Linked DNA regions of Mus musculus: all the other regions are linked to region 3. A link is a contact called in public ChIA-PET and promoter capture Hi-C data. All regions are on one chromosome and are shown on one strand. Each heading gives the region's core, a stretch centred on a gene start, on an enhancer-like site or on the middle of the called end of the contact. The rest is flanking DNA. Distances are from core to core; before and after follow the strand shown. Region 1 holds the start of Amer3 (APC membrane recruitment 3). Region 2 has its middle 12 kb from the start of 4930568A12Rik. Region 3 holds the start of Fam168b (family with sequence similarity 168, member B).

Region 1 (2,700 bases), core at 126-2,625, 260 kb after region 3:
ACACTAAGCAGCCTCTCACCTCTAATATGAACCTTTGCATTCCATGAGCTCAGAACCCATGCAGGACACTTATTTAATCCATTCTCTTTCAAGGATGTGAAAACCTAAAAGACAGCAGAAGACCAAGGAGACACAGAAAGTGCATTCTAGACAGTGGACACACCCTGCAAAAGGCCCCAAGGAAAAGAGACATATAAACATGGATGCAGCGGTGACTGAAAGAGCAATGGGAACAGGCCAGGAGATCAGTCAGGAGGCCATAGCTGACCCAAGGACCCTGGACGGAGTGTGAGGAGCTACAGGTGAAAGTGGAAACTTGGGACAAGAGAGAATGGGGGGAAAGGAATGTGAATCTGAAACTACATCAGAGATCAGCAGAAAGGCGATCATGGAGATGTTCGTGTCTGCTTCTGACTCTCAGCACACCAGGACAGGAGTTTACTACAAAATTAACACTTCACGAAGCGACCTCTCTATTTTTTCCATATAGTGACAATTTTTTGATCAGTTATCTCGGATTTTCTAACCCCTCCCCCCCCCCGAATGTAATTCTGTACCTTCTTTTCTTTTAGTATGGAAAAAAATCTTATAGAGCAAAATTAAGAAGAAAAACAAGTGACCACATGGCCTGTAGTTTTAGCATTTGAAATGCTCGCCCCTCCCCTCCCCCAAACCCTAGCAGGTCACAGCGGGCTGTTAAGTATGAAGAGGTGTCATATTTAAAGAAGAGCAGCCCTAGATGAGGTACCTTGCCCAGCGACTTCATTGGTGTTGGGGAGGAGGTAGCAAAGGCTAGGGGGCAGTAGTTTGTCTCTGTGGCAGAGTGCCTTGTTGCTGGTGTGGTGAAGGCCCAAGTGACATGGAAAAGCTCTCGTGTTCTGGGATGGGGGTGGGGATGGTAATAAAGCAGAAATAGAATCTGCAGCGAGAACCACCCACTCCCACACTGGGGAGACAATGGGCCCTATGGGTGAGGGTCCTGGCCCACGTCCTCCTAGAGAGCTCTGCCAAATGGACAGATGGACCACTATAATCTTACTTGTTCTTCCCCAGACCCCTCGTCGCGGTGACAGGGTTTTTCGCATTCCCTAACCTAAACCTAACCCAGTCACTGAGCTCAGCTCCAGGCCCCGCGCATCCTCTCTGGGCGCCGCGGAGTGGAGGCAGTGCCCATCTAGGGCCCCTTCACTCTCCCACCCATCACAGAGAATGCATTCAAACATTTCCCGGTCCCCCCTAGCTCCCGATGAGGACCAGCGAGGCAGGGACCAACGCAGCCTCTCGGGGCCTCAGCCACTTACCGCCGGGGCTGGGGAGTGTCGCAGGGCGCGGCCGTGCCCGAGCCAGGAACGAGTGCGCGCCCGAGCCTCGCGTCAGCACCACGGCCAGCTCCAGGTTCCGCGCCGCCGTTGGGGGCGGGCCTCCGGGCACCCGCGCGCACCACCAGCCTCGGCTCCGCCGCGCTTGGGAGGGCGGTGACCGGAGGACGCTGGCGAGTAGCGGAGGAGCGAGGAGACTTAGCCGCCACTGCGCCGCCGCCACACAGAATTGCTGGCTTTGTTCTAGCTCTCTCCCTCTGCCCACCTAGCTGCTCCCATAATGCTGTGGGTTTTGCATCCCTAAACCCCTTTGGTCCTCAGTCCGGGGGTCCCCGTATACCCGGAGACTACAGGTGTGGGTCCCCCGCCCTCCTGAATCCCGCAGGTCCAGGACCCGCTGACTCCAGCTCTTTCCAAAAGACGATGTCACACACAGCCTCTCTAGCAGTCTTACTGAAGATTCAGGATTCTAAGGCTTGGAAGAATGAGCAAGTCAATGTGGGGAGGAAGAAAATCATAAATTAAAAGAGACATTTCCTTTCCACGCACTTACTGTGTGGTCTGCTGATGCTATCCCCCTGCCGCAGTCTTGAAGATCAAACAGAAACGATTTGGGGAACCCCTCCCGCAGAACTGAGGACGAGGGCCCCCCAGGCTGGTCCAGTGTCCAGGGCTGAGCTGGCAGGTGGGGATAAAGGGTAAAGAAACTCCGCTAGCGTTTAGGCGGTCTTGTCTCCTGCCGGGGTGGAGCCAAGGATGGGAAGCCTAACTGCTTCTGTTTGGGAAAGGCTGATCTCAACAAGGGGCTAGTCACAAGTGTGAGCAGGCTGAAGAGCAGTTGCAAAGGAGCCAGTTAGGATTAGGCTGAGAACCAGGGAATAAGAGGGGTGGTGACTGACAAAGACCACGCACTTCTTTGAGCCAGAAGGCTCCCTCTCTGTCCTACATCTAAAAAGTCCCGCACTCAAGGTTTTTCCAACCTTTTGATCTGCAGTGCTTTGGCAAGCCTTAACCAGTTGAAACTTCTCTCTGCCAGCCAGGGAGATGACCCATTTCTAGGGGAGCTACACGGTTGAATCTTCTTTCTACACAAACCTCCCACTAAGTGTGGTGTGTGTGTGTGTGTGCCCTGTGTGGATGTGTGCACATGCGCATGCGTGGCATAGGCCTGTGGAGGCCAAAGGTTGAGTGTCTGCCTCAACGGTTTTACTTTGTTAATGTCTCTGGAGAGAGTCTTTTGCTGAACCCTGGACGGGAAGCTCATCATTTAGTAGGTCTGGTAGGTCTAATTGACCAAGGATCATCTGATCTTCTTTTTGCCCAACACTCCCCACCACCACACACACACACACAAACACACACTCGAACACACACACACACA
Region 2 (2,700 bases), core at 114-2,613, 330 kb after region 3:
AGGACATCTTTCCTGTCAGAGGACTCTGGGAAGCCCAGGGCAGGGAGGGTCTTCTCTTCTCTCCTGCAGGACAGCAGCAGCTGGCTGAAGAAGCGGGGGTGGGGGGTGGGGGTGGGGGGGGCAGTGTCACTCCACAATTACCAAAACATTAGCCCTGGTGTAAGGAAGCCCAAGAAAAGCTGTACTGTTTAAATCCAGCTTCATTTCTAGGTAATTCTCCATTACTCTTTGTATCCAGTAAGCTCGAACTGAAGATCCAAAAACTGTCGTCATGGGGCTAAGCCATGGGCACTTTTTCACTTAACATTGGGGAGTGTTGTGATGGCTAAAGAAACTCCATTTGGTGTTAGGCATCCATCTTGGTTCTCATTAGCTGTTTTTCTCAAACCCCAGTCCCTAGAAGTTATGTTCCCAGTAACCCCGACTCAGTGACCCCCCCCACCCAAAAATATATAGCCATCACTATCTACTTATTATGATATGACTAAGTGCTTTTTTATTTTTTTATTTTTTATTTATTTATTTATTTATTTATTTATTTATTTTTTGCTTCTGTAACTTGCAGATACCCAGATCGTTGAAAGTCTTCCCCATAACCCTCTGCCCTGGCAAGCTCAAATGTGGCTCAGAGATGGTTTGTCCTGTTAGCAGCTAATCAATAAACCTTTTAATTAAAGTTGGATTGAGTCTATGGACTTTTCCCAGGGGTCACAAACTCCATAACAATATTACTGGTTGAGCTATTTTTAATACAGCCAGACCTTCCTTTTCCCTAATTTTATCTCTAAACTCCAGTTGAATTAGTCCACACGGAATCTTGCTGCTTTTTCCTACAGTATGCCTCACTGTGCCTGCTGCATACCTGGTAACAAGGGTCCATATACCCCTCTACAGGTGGCTGGGGACCCACGTTAGGGGTTAGAATAAATCAGGTGGTGGGACTGAGATTCAATCCCCCACTGCCTGAGGCTGCCAATAGAGCTGATCAACAGCGCCCTCCAGTGGCTGAGGGTTATCTGTGCACCCTTGCACCCTGTTGGTTCACGGGATCCTATAGGGTGAAAGCTCCTACTGTTTGACCAGGTCAGGGAAGGCCAGAACTTCATCATGAGCTCTGCACACTCTTCCCATCTCTCTCTCCCTGTCCCTGTCCCTGTCCCTGTCCCTGTCCCTGTCCCTGTCCCTGTCCCTGTCCCTCCCCCTCTCTCCCTCTCCCTCTCTCCCTCTCCCTCCCTCTCTCCCTCCCTCCCTCTCTCCCTCCTTCCCTCCTTCTCCCCTACCCCCTTCCCACTTCCTCCTCTTCCCCACCCCTTACTCCCCCTCCTTAAGGCAGAACCAAAACAGAACAAGTTGTTGTGCATTTGGGACTCCTACGCTGACAACTGACAGCTTGCCCTGTGGCTGAGGCACAGGAACTGTGGCAGGGTGGTTTTAGGGAACGGAAGTTAATTTGAGTTCGAGGTTCTGGCATGTAGATCTGGTGAACAAGGTTGGTTTCCTCTGGTAATCATAGCCGCGGCAGGGCTGGTGGAGAGAGGCATGCTTAGAAAAGACCAGTGAGAGCGAACCACTGCCCTGGGGGTGGAAGGTTTCTGTTCCACAGTCAAGAAGTGTGGCGTTCACCCTCCCTCCTGTCCTATTGTCTGGTGTGCTGGGGAGTGCTGGGTCCTGGTGAGCACTAAGCAAGAATTATATCAGCAACCCACTAAAAACAAGCCACAAAAACCAACCTACTATAACCATTCCACTAAAACCTGTAACCTCGCCCCCCCCCCCCCCCCCCCCCGCCCAGCCTGAAATCTGACTGGTCAGGTTTGACTGTTAGCGCTAGAAGATCATGGGGGTGAAGCCTGCCACCCTGTCGTTCTGCCACTCCCACTGATACTGCCTGTCGCCTAGCTGTTCTGGAGCCAACACGTGGTCGCCTGAAACTGGACTCCAAGGATGATTTGGTGGGAATGGGCCCCTCCCCCTTCTTCATAACCCCATGTCTCCGAATAGTAACCTTGATCAGTCTGATGTCTTGGTTCCATCCTTTCTCACACCGCCTAGTTCCCTCTTTTCTTTCAGATTCCAAGATGCCTCCCAGGCTAGAACCCAGACATGTGAGCCGCTGGTCTGCCTCAACACCAACCCAATAAAAATGTTTTTCAAATTATTCTTCCCTTATGTGTGCCCTCTAAGCCATTTTGGGATCTTTAATTTGAATTTTAAGTAGTGTTTTCATTTCTCTGGCAGTGGAGCCAGAGCACTGGGCAGAAAGAGACACTCATCACCGACAGCTTTATGGTCACTCATTAATTAGGATAAAGCCTTAAGTGAAGAATGAGTGTTATCACTATAATAATAATAATAATAATAATAATAATAATAATAATAATAATAATAGTTATTATTATTATTATTATTATTATTATTTCCACTTAAAAAGCCTGAATTACTTATGTCTAAGCTCCACCCCACAGTTACCTGGCACTAGCCAGGTATGCCTGACTCACTATCAAGGGGGCTGCTTGCCCCCTCCTCTCTCTCTTGCTCTTGCCTTCCTGCTCCCACTCTGTCTCCTCGCCCCTCCCCGCTCTCTCTCCACATGCTCATGGCTGGCTTCTACTCTTCTACTTCTCTCTCTATCTCACTCCCTCGCTCGCTCGCTCGCTCACTCACTCTCTGCCTTTCTCTGCCTCTACTACCCTCTCAATT
Region 3 (2,700 bases), core at 94-2,593:
ATTTAGTGATCCTTCTTCATCCTCAGCTAGTCATGTTTGCTGTGGAAAAAAAATGGTGGGAAAAGCCAGGCATGGTGGCACATGTCCTTAATCCCAGCACTTAAGGGCAGAGGCAGGCAAATCTCTGAGTCTGTGTAGCATACACAGTGTCAGCTCTCAGGCTAGCAGCCAAGACATCAACATGTAGATTTTTTTTTTGAACCTTTAAGATCCAAATAATAGCACCTAGTGATATGAAATATTTTATTAGATGTCAACTTCTCCCAATTGTTTTAGTATACTTCTGGATTTCCCATTACATTCCATTGGTTCATTATTTGTGCACTAGTGAGCTTATCGGCTGCAGCCTTTAAATATGCTTTCATATCTGATAGGAAGCTTAACTGCCCCTTTTTTACTATTCTCTATTCCCAAACATTTCCTAGCATGCATACTTGATGTTGACTTTTCTGTTTTGTGAAGCCAGTGTGGTTTGGGGCTTGCTCTAAGTGCTTGTTATTTCTTAGCTCTGTGACAGATGCAAGCTTACCGGGGTAAAAATCTTTTTGGTGGCCTTGGAACTGAAAGATCAAAAAGAAAAGAGGGTGGAGAGATGCCTCAGTGATTATTTTTCTTCTCTAGACAGAATTTTTCTGCATAGCCTTGGCTGATATCAATCCTTAGACCAAGTTGGCCTCTAACTTAGAGATCCCCCTGCCTCTGCGTCCCAAATGTTGGGGTTAAAGGCTATGTTTGCTGCTTGCTCTTATAGAGCACCTGGGTTCAATTCACAGAATGGTTCATAAACATCTGTAACTCCCTCTTCTGACCTCTGTAGGCGTTAAGCAGGTACTTGGCAGTGAACACACATTCTTGCAGGCGAAACACTCACACACAAAACGAATACATCTTTTTAAAGGGGGGTGGGGAATCCCAGAGATGGCTCAGAGAAGTTTCCATCACCACCGCACGTAGGAAAGCTAGAAATCCCCTGTAACTCCAGCTAGAGAGGATCACATGCCAGCACTCTTGTGAACAACCCCACACACAGCTACACACTTACACGCATATTAAAAATAAAATCTTAGGACTGTGCTCGGTGGCTGTCGCTTTAAGGCCAGTACTCTAGAGGTAGATGCAGGAAGAGCTGTAAATTCAAGGCCATCCTGGTCCAAAACCAAACAAGGACAAAACAGGGGAAATGCTTACAACGGGCCATAACTACTTTCTACAAGGATGTTTGCAGCCCGGTTTTAGCCGGAGCTTGAGCGGAGGCTCGCAGTCTAGGCGCGCGTCCTAGCATCCGGGCATCTCGCGCAAGCCTCTCGGGGCGCGCGCGCGCAGCTGCGTCACGTGCCCGGCGCGCCCCCGGCTGGCGCGCGGCGGGCGGAAGTGAGGTCGTGGGCTGCGGTGTCTGCGCAGCGTCGGCGGGAGCGGGGGCCGCGGCGAGGCTGGCGGGCGGGCGGGAGGCAGCGCGGGCCTAGCGGTCGGCCGCAACCGAGCGTCGTCTGGGCACTGCCCGTCGCCGAGCCCCACGCCGTGCCGGCTCGGGCCGGCGCGCGCCGGTCCCGGAGGCTCAGGCCACCGTGAGTACGGGAAGCATGGGGGCGGCAGCTCGGGGCGGGCGGGCGGGCGCGGGCCGGAAGTGCGGCGCTTTGTGCAGCGCCTGGTCGGGCCGCGCGGGGAGCAGGGGCGCCGCTTTGTCCGCGGCGGGCCGGGGGGCGGGGCGGGAAGGTCGCGGGGCCGCCGCAGACCCGGCGATCCCCCTCTCGCTGGAAAACGTGGGCTTCGGAGGGTACCTTAGCAAAGGAAGGACGTTCCGGGCCGTGGCCCAGGTTCATCTGAAAAAAGAGAAGGACGACCTGCCAGCGCGTCCTCGGCTGGGTGTTCTCTCTCGTGGTATCTCCTGCATTGTCTGAGCTGATTGTTTTAAGCACTCACGTAAACATCTTGGAGTGTTCTGCGTGCAAGGAGGTTTGCTAGTGAAAAGGTTCACATGTGCGCATACACACCTTACATTTAAAAAAAATTTAAAAAAAGAAAAAAAGGTTTGGGCAGTTCCTATGCCTTAAACTCTCCACTTCGCCTTGTGTAAGATGAGATGATTTTCTGTAGTATGACAAGATTTTAAATTAGAGTAGTTCTGGTGCAAGTAATTAGGACGGCCTTTAAAACTTCGGTAGGTCAAAGGCTAATGAGTGGTTTTCCCTTTGACAGCCAAGATTTGAGAAATCTAGGCCACCTTTCCTAATGCCGAAGCTACTGTGGTGGAAATCGTTGAAGGGCTTGCTTTCTTTAGTCTTTGTATAAAGCTGGCTCATTTTTTTTTTTTCGGTAGTGTCTGTAGTTTACTCGTGCAGCATTTTTGGAATGTTTTGACATGTGAGAAAAGCTTTACGGGTGTTAAAATTAATTGTAACCAGAACCAAATGAAAGTTAAGGTCTAGTAGGCGGGGGCTTCAGGGTTTTGAGTTGCTTGTCTCTGCATTCACCTAGGAGGTGTTGAGAAGCGGTTGATAGAATTGCCCTTCTCCTGACCTCCTGCCCCTAAGGGTGGAAGTGACCGTCTGTATAAGGCCAGTGCCTGGAACCCAGGAAGGAGGAGGAAACCGCTGGCTGCTGTTACTGGACTTTTCTCCAGTCTCAGATTGGTTTGGGCTAGCTCTACACCTGCCTTTCTGTCCATTTTAATGTTAGACAGAGATGAGAAGAAGAAGAAAA

Evidence for each region. Promoter capture Hi-C pulls out the DNA fragments that hold promoters and counts their contacts. ChIA-PET counts read pairs in DNA pulled down with a chosen protein or histone mark.
Region 1: a contact with region 3 is called in a promoter capture Hi-C map of neural stem cells. The contact joins the promoter of Amer3 here to the promoter of Fam168b in region 3. A contact is called at or near these places in 3 of 39 promoter capture datasets (cranial neural crest, embryonic stem cells and neural stem cells), 3 of 484 Hi-C or Micro-C datasets (all in embryonic stem cells) and 1 of 9 other capture datasets (pancreatic islet).
Region 2: an RNA polymerase II ChIA-PET map of effector CD8 T cells shows a contact between it and region 3, with 13 read pairs. The contact joins the enhancer-like site here to the promoter of Fam168b in region 3. A contact is called at or near these places in 1 of 484 Hi-C or Micro-C datasets (the HPC-7 cell line), 6 of 115 datasets of contacts at active chromatin or transcription factors (bone marrow-derived macrophages, effector CD8 T cells, large pre-B cells and 3 more) and 1 of 9 other capture datasets (liver).

The regions. Positions count from the first base shown.
Region 1 is chr1:34,578,368-34,581,067 of GRCm38.p6, reverse strand. Amer3 (APC membrane recruitment 3) reads right to left here and starts at 1,375. Exons shown (of 2, transcript NM_213727.2): 1 at 1,302-1,375.
Region 2 is chr1:34,509,559-34,512,258 of GRCm38.p6, reverse strand. No RefSeq gene overlaps it. Among named protein-coding and RNA genes, the nearest start is that of 4930568A12Rik, 12 kb to the right of the region's middle. Within about 2 kb of position 1,363, at least 102 of the 459 cell types and tissues checked have an H3K27ac peak or open chromatin away from gene starts, as enhancers often do. A contact at or near this core is called in the HPC-7 cell line, effector CD8 T cells, memory CD8 T cells and 2 more, where this site is marked.
Region 3 is chr1:34,841,693-34,844,392 of GRCm38.p6, reverse strand. It overlaps Fam168b (family with sequence similarity 168, member B), which reads left to right and starts at 1,343. Exons shown (of 7, transcript NM_174997.2): 1 at 1,343-1,565.